Regions from separate parts of the Pan troglodytes genome. Here region 2 is linked to region 1. A link is a contact called in public capture Hi-C data. All regions are on one chromosome and are shown on one strand. Each heading gives the region's core, a stretch centred on a gene start, on an enhancer-like site or on the middle of the called end of the contact. The rest is flanking DNA. Distances are from core to core; before and after follow the strand shown. Region 1 overlaps USP7 (ubiquitin specific peptidase 7). Region 2 has its middle 50 kb from the start of USP7.

What was found. Capture Hi-C pulls out chosen DNA fragments and counts their contacts.
Region 2: a capture Hi-C map of stem cell-derived neural stem cells shows a contact between it and region 1, with 2.9 times the contacts expected there. The contact joins two enhancer-like sites. A contact is called at or near these places in 4 of 7 Hi-C or Micro-C datasets (blood, induced pluripotent stem cells and stem cell-derived neural progenitor cells) and 1 of 1 other capture datasets (stem cell-derived neural stem cells).

What each region holds. Positions count from the first base shown.
Region 1 is chr18:11,543,515-11,546,427 of NHGRI_mPanTro3-v2.0_pri, reverse strand. It overlaps USP7 (ubiquitin specific peptidase 7), which reads left to right. Exons shown (of 31, transcript XM_024349753.3): 12 at 2,239-2,348. Among named protein-coding and RNA genes, the nearest start is that of LITAFD, 25 kb to the right of the region's middle. Within about 2 kb of position 1,472, at least 1 of the 24 cell types and tissues checked has an H3K27ac peak or open chromatin away from gene starts, as enhancers often do. A contact at or near this core is called in stem cell-derived neural stem cells, where this site is marked.
Region 2 is chr18:11,646,228-11,649,140 of NHGRI_mPanTro3-v2.0_pri, reverse strand. No RefSeq gene overlaps it. Among named protein-coding and RNA genes, the nearest start is that of USP7, 50 kb to the right of the region's middle. Within about 2 kb of position 1,525, at least 2 of the 24 cell types and tissues checked have an H3K27ac peak or open chromatin away from gene starts, as enhancers often do. A contact at or near this core is called in stem cell-derived neural stem cells, where this site is marked.

The DNA of each region.
Region 1 (2,913 bases), core at 223-2,722:
TTGCTAAATAAAAAATTGCTTGTGCCTTTTCCTGTGTTTCTGGTATTTAGAGTATACAAGGATTCTGTTTCTTGGATAATCGAATGGGGAGGGAGAGGGGGATGTTGGGAGATGGGAGTGCAGCTGGGTTATCCTGTAGAAGCACATCCAGCAGTCCGGAGGGTCTTGTGGGGTTTTAGGCATCTTGTCCTTTCCCCGTTCCTCACCTTACTGGTGTCACTGCTCCAGTTTTCCCTCAGTTTCTCCTGGTCACAAGTGGGATTTCTTAGTAAGTTGGACTGTGTTTAGGTTGTGTTGCTTTATTTTTAAATGTATTTTTAATGAATTTAGTTTTCTGAGGATCACAACTTTAGAATGAGTAGTGTGTTCTCTAGGGTTGTGTCCCCCAGGTTTCTGGGCATCTGACAGAGCAGTGAGCATGGTGGGCAACCAGGTGGCCAGCCCCTGCTTGGATGAAGGGAAATGGGCTGTTCCTGGCTGCTGGTCTGGCTGGTCTGTTGGATCTGCAGTGTCCTCATGGATCCAGTGATCCAGGGTCTGTTTTGTAATCTTATAACCTTGACTCATTGACTCAACTAATTTATAATTAAAAATGTCAGTCTGGCCTGTGCTTACAAAGCCTGCCAATGTATAGTTCATGGTGCCTGTGTACCCATTTTGTAGTCAGCTGTCAGCTCCAAATGTACTCTTCTGCTAGGTCAGTCCAGTTGAACTGAGGGACTGAGGTATAGATCAGAAAGTTGCTTTTTTTTTTTGAGACGGAGACTCGCTCTGTTCCCCGGGCTAGAGTGCAGTGGCGCGATCTCGACTCACTGCAACCTCTGCCTCCCAGGTTCAAGTGATTCTTCTACCTCAGCCTCCCAAGTAGCTGGGACTACAGGCGCCCGCCACTATGCCCAACTAATTTTTGTATTTTTAGTAGAGATGGGGTTTCACCATATTGGCCAGGCTGGTCTCGAACCCCTGACCTTGTGATCCGCCTGCCTCGGCCTCCCAAAGTGCTGGGATTACAGGCGTGAGCCACTCGCTCATCCAGAAAGTTGCTTTTTAATGAGAACTTTGGCAGCTTGGTGTGATGAAGAAATATTCTGGTCTGTTCACGAGAATTATTGTTCTCTATTCTGGATGTTTTAGGGTCTGGTTGAGCAATATGTATTTGAGTCAAAGGCTCAGTGGACAGTAGTGGAGACAGAATCCTTTTATCTTTCAGACTGTATTAAAAACAGGCCCTTCCCCACTGTGGAGTGGGGTTCTGAGGTCTGTTTTTGTCTTTCCTGAGATAGCTCTGTCTTCTTAAATGAGCTCGTGTACACCAAAGAACCTTGGCATATGGGTGTGCCTTGTCATGGTCCCCAGTTCCTCCAGGTCTCTCGCTGGCTGCTGGGCAGGTGGATTTCCAGCCAGAAGGAAGGTCTGCATTGGAAATAGAGCTGTGAGTCAGACATGCAGTGAGGGCCCCTGACCGCCTGGCCGTGGTCGAGATAGGCAAAGCCTGATTTTACTGAGGAACAAAGAGCTGGCCAAGATGGAGCAGTGATAGAGCAGGGCAAGAGCTTAGAGTCCGGTGTCCCCATAGAAGGCTTGTTGAGAAGCTGGGGTGTCCTGTCCCACAGAGTCCGGCAGTCATCTGGGGAAGGGCCTTGCTGACACTGAATCAGAACATTTTCTTAGAAGTGGGATTGAACCATAAGCCCTAAGGGCGTGCCCTGTGATATATGGGTTCTTATGCAAACATCAAAGAGCCCAAGGAAAGGAAGCTTATAATCCTGCCGACCCATCACTGTGTTCATTGCTGCTTGTTCTGTTTGGGCATTTCATAAGCATACCTAATCTTGGGTAATTGTAACCAGAGTTTTCTGATTTTCCATTTAATGATTTTTCTGTGGGTCTCCATAATTTGCACAGTGTTTAATGACTGTATAACACAGCAGCAAATGACTGTCTAAATTTTCTTAACCATTTCTTCCCTGATTGCTGGGCATCGAGTTAGAATATAATCCAAGGTAAGAGAATCTCTCACAGTTAGTGCTGGTGCAGCATTATTTTAATAAACAAAGAGACCCATAAACAGACCTAAAGAAAACATTTCAAAGATGCCCTAAATGGACACCTAAACTTCCCTGCCTTTGTCTCCAGAGTCCCCAGACATGTTCCAGTCTTGCTGAACCGCTGTTGCTTTCATTGCTTCCAGGAGTAAGTAGAGGCTAACTACATTTGCATTTGTTTTTCAATGTTTAGGAAGCAGAGAAAGGTGTGAAATTCCTAACATTGCCACCAGTGTTACATCTACAACTGATGAGATTTATGTATGACCCTCAGACGGACCAAAATATCAAGATCAATGATAGGTAATCTATAGTGGGATATAAAGTTAAGATTTCATCATCATGCTGGTCTAGGGGGTTAGTCTCAGTGCTTTCCTCAGTCTTTATATTTTCAGTCCCACGTCTGATTTATTTAGATTTTCCTTCTACCTCTGTGTCCCAAGAGCCGCAGTGTTAAAGGAATGATTTTATGTCAAGTTTCAGAGGTCAACCTCTGCCGAGTCCATTTCCCCTCTCAGGATGCTTTGCCCAGTCCCAGCCCTGCTCTCAGCTATGGCTGATTTAAGTCCACAAGGATGGGGCTGTTTCTGCTTCACAGCTCTTGCATTCACAGGATTTCTAATAAATTTAATTTTGACCGATTATAAATGTTATTTCAGAGGGGACTTTTAGTGTATTCGTTTAAATAGGATTTTCCAATATTTTGTTGTCTCTCAGTTGGCGTCAACTTTTAGAATGTGCTAGAGTTTTCAAGAATGCTAAAGTAGTTGTTTGTATGCCAGTTACAAGTAGTTATTTTATTTTTATTTACTTTGTTTTATTATGTTTTTGAGACACAGTCTTGCTGTGTCGCCCAGGCTGGAGTGCA
Region 2 (2,913 bases), core at 276-2,775, 100 kb before region 1:
CAGAGACTTTGTCTCCAAAAAAAAAAAAAAAAAAAGGGCTACTTCAGTACCCACCATCACACTAACAATCCAGCCAGCAGGAAGTAAAAATGGAGAGCATGCTTGTTTCTTTTAAGGCCACGACCTAGAAGTTGGACGTGTCACTTTGCTCACATTCTATGAGCCAGAGTTTAATCAAGTGGCAAACACGGTCTTCTCTGCGTGCTCAGGTAACACACAGGGACCTAGTACTGAAGAAAGAAGAGGAGAATGGCTATCAGGGGAAAGTTAGAATTCACTGCCACAAGCTGAAGGAAGAAAATCTCAGGCAGAAGGAATTACAATTGCATGCACACACAGGCTTTCAGAGCAAATGATACTTGAGCTGGGTATTAAAGATGTTTGGAGTGAGCTGGGTGGAGAGGGCAGCCTGGGTAGAAGCAAGGAGACCAGAAAGATGCCAGTGTCTGGAGACAAGAAGCCCAGTGTGCCTGGAGCACTGACAGCAACACAAATCTTGAGATGCAGCTGCCACCCTCCCTGTGTTATAGGTAAATAAAGCTCAGAGAGGTTCAGAAACTTGGCCAGGATCACAGGCTGGACTCTGTGAGGCTCAGGTGTAGTCAGGATTCAACTGATGAGGTCAAGAATCAAACCCATGCTTATAGGATGCCTACAGGCTTACGGTTTTTCTCTGCTCAGTAGGATTTTGGGTTTTGTTTTGTTCTCTGCATAAAATCACTGGTTCTCAGTCCTGGCTGCACATTATAAACACCTGAGAAGGTTTTTTTTGTTTTTTTAGTATCCAGGTTGGTCATAGTGGCTCATGCCTGTGATCCCAGTGCTTTGGAAGGCTGACTTGGGAGGACTGCTTGAGGCCAGGAGTTTGAGACCAGCCTGGGCAATATAGTGAGACCCCAGTCTCTTAAAAAAAAAAAAAAAAAAAACTAGCTAGGTATGGTGGCATGCACCTGTAGTCCCAGCTACTCAGGAGACGGACGCAAGAGGATTGCTTGAGCCCAGGAGTTCGAAGCGGCAGTGATCCATGATCTTGCCACTGCACTTCAGCCTGGGCAACAGAGTGAGACCATGTCTTAAAAAAAAAAAAAAAAAGTCAGTGGGGTGGGCCACACCCCCCAGACCCATTGAACCAGGCTTTCTGGACATGGGGCCCAGCCATCAGTATTTTTTTTTAAAGTTCCCCACCTAACACCAACATGCAGTCAGGTTTGAGATCCTCCTATATCCCAGATCATGTTCTGGTGACCCCAGATTCCTTATTCCTACTGTCCAGATGGATGTGATTTCGTCATACCTCTTAATGCGAGTACCAGAAGATTCTAGAAGTTGGGGGAGGAGGCTTGCAGAATCCAAAGCAGAACAGCCCGTGTTCGCTCTGCTCCAGCACGAGGCCTGGGTGATTTATTCCCACGTCTTGCTGTCCCATTTGCAAGAAAAGGAACTCAGAGTATCTCCCTCCGCTGGTTTGCTCACTACGACTCCCACCAGGTGAGAAACAGGAGCCGGACTTGGCATGGGGGCAGGCAGGCAGCTGCTGCCGCCGCCTCCTCCTCCCGGGAGCTCAGTCCCAAAGTGGTCCAGCCTGCTTCCCTCCCACCCCTGCAGGCGGCAGATGGAGCTCGCGTCCTCCGCACGCACCGTCGTCGCCCCCAGCCGGCCCTGTGCTGGCAGAGAGGGGAGAGGGGACGCCAATGGGAAGAACAGCTCCCCCACTGCTGGGTGCGCCCGGATTAATTCTGTAGCCTGGGAAACGCAAAGGGTCTCCAGGGCTCTCCTCGCTTGGAGTCACTTTTTCCCTTTAACATCCAAATCCGGGAGCTCCTATCCCCATCTCAGGACTCCCACCTGAAACCGAAGGCCGAGGGGGCGGTGTGGCTCATGCCTGTGATGCCAGCACTTTGGGAGGCTGAAGTGGGAAGATCGCTTGAGGCCAGGAGTTGGAGACCAGCCTGGGCAACACAGCGAGACCCCTGTCTGTCCAAAAATAAATTAAATTTTTTTTAGACAGTTTCGCCCTTGTTGCCCAGGCTGGAATGCAATGGCATGATCTCGGCTCACCACAACCTCCGCCTCCCGGGTTGAAGTGATTCTCCTGCCTCAGCCTCCCGGGTAGCTGGGATTACAGGCATGCGCCACCACGCCCAGCTAATTTTTGTATTTTTAGTAAAGACGGGGTTTCTCCATGTTGGTCTGGCTGGTCTCGAACTCCCGACCTCAGGTGATCCTGCTGCCTTGGCCTCCCAAAGTGCTGGGATTCCAGGCATGAGCCACTGCGCCCACTTTCTGTGCACTGTAGGCTATTTAGCAGCACCCCTACCCTCAGCCAGCCAGATGCCAGGAGCATCCTGCCACCCTCCCCCTATTTATGACACCAAAAATGTCTCCAGACACAGCCAAATGTCCACTGGGAGAGGGAAGAATCACTCCTCCTTTGCCCGTCATCCCTATTTGAGGACTTCTGACCTGAAGAAGGAGGCTCTTAGCTGTGAGTAATTATGGACCAGAGGGGCTGGGAAAACCAAGCTTGTGAATTCTGAATCTGGATTTCTTTCAAAGTAAGGCCCCCAAAGCGTGTTGTTTGCTGATCTAGAGAAACCCTGCACGAAACAAATTCTTACCTGTCCCTGAAGCTTTCTGGGGTTTTGTTTGTTTCTATTTTAATGTTGTGAGAATAAAATAGATGTTTGTATGAAAATTTAAATTGTTTGGTTGGGCGCAGTGGCTCATGCCTGTAATCCCAGCACTTTGGGAGGCCAAGGCGGGTGGATCACCTGAGGTCAGGAGTTCGAGACCTGGTGAAACCCCGTCTCTACTAAAAATACAAAAATTAGCTGGGCGTGGTGGTGGGTGCCTATAATCCCAGCTACTCTGGAGGCTGAGGCAGGAGAATCACTTAAACCCGGGAGGCGGAGG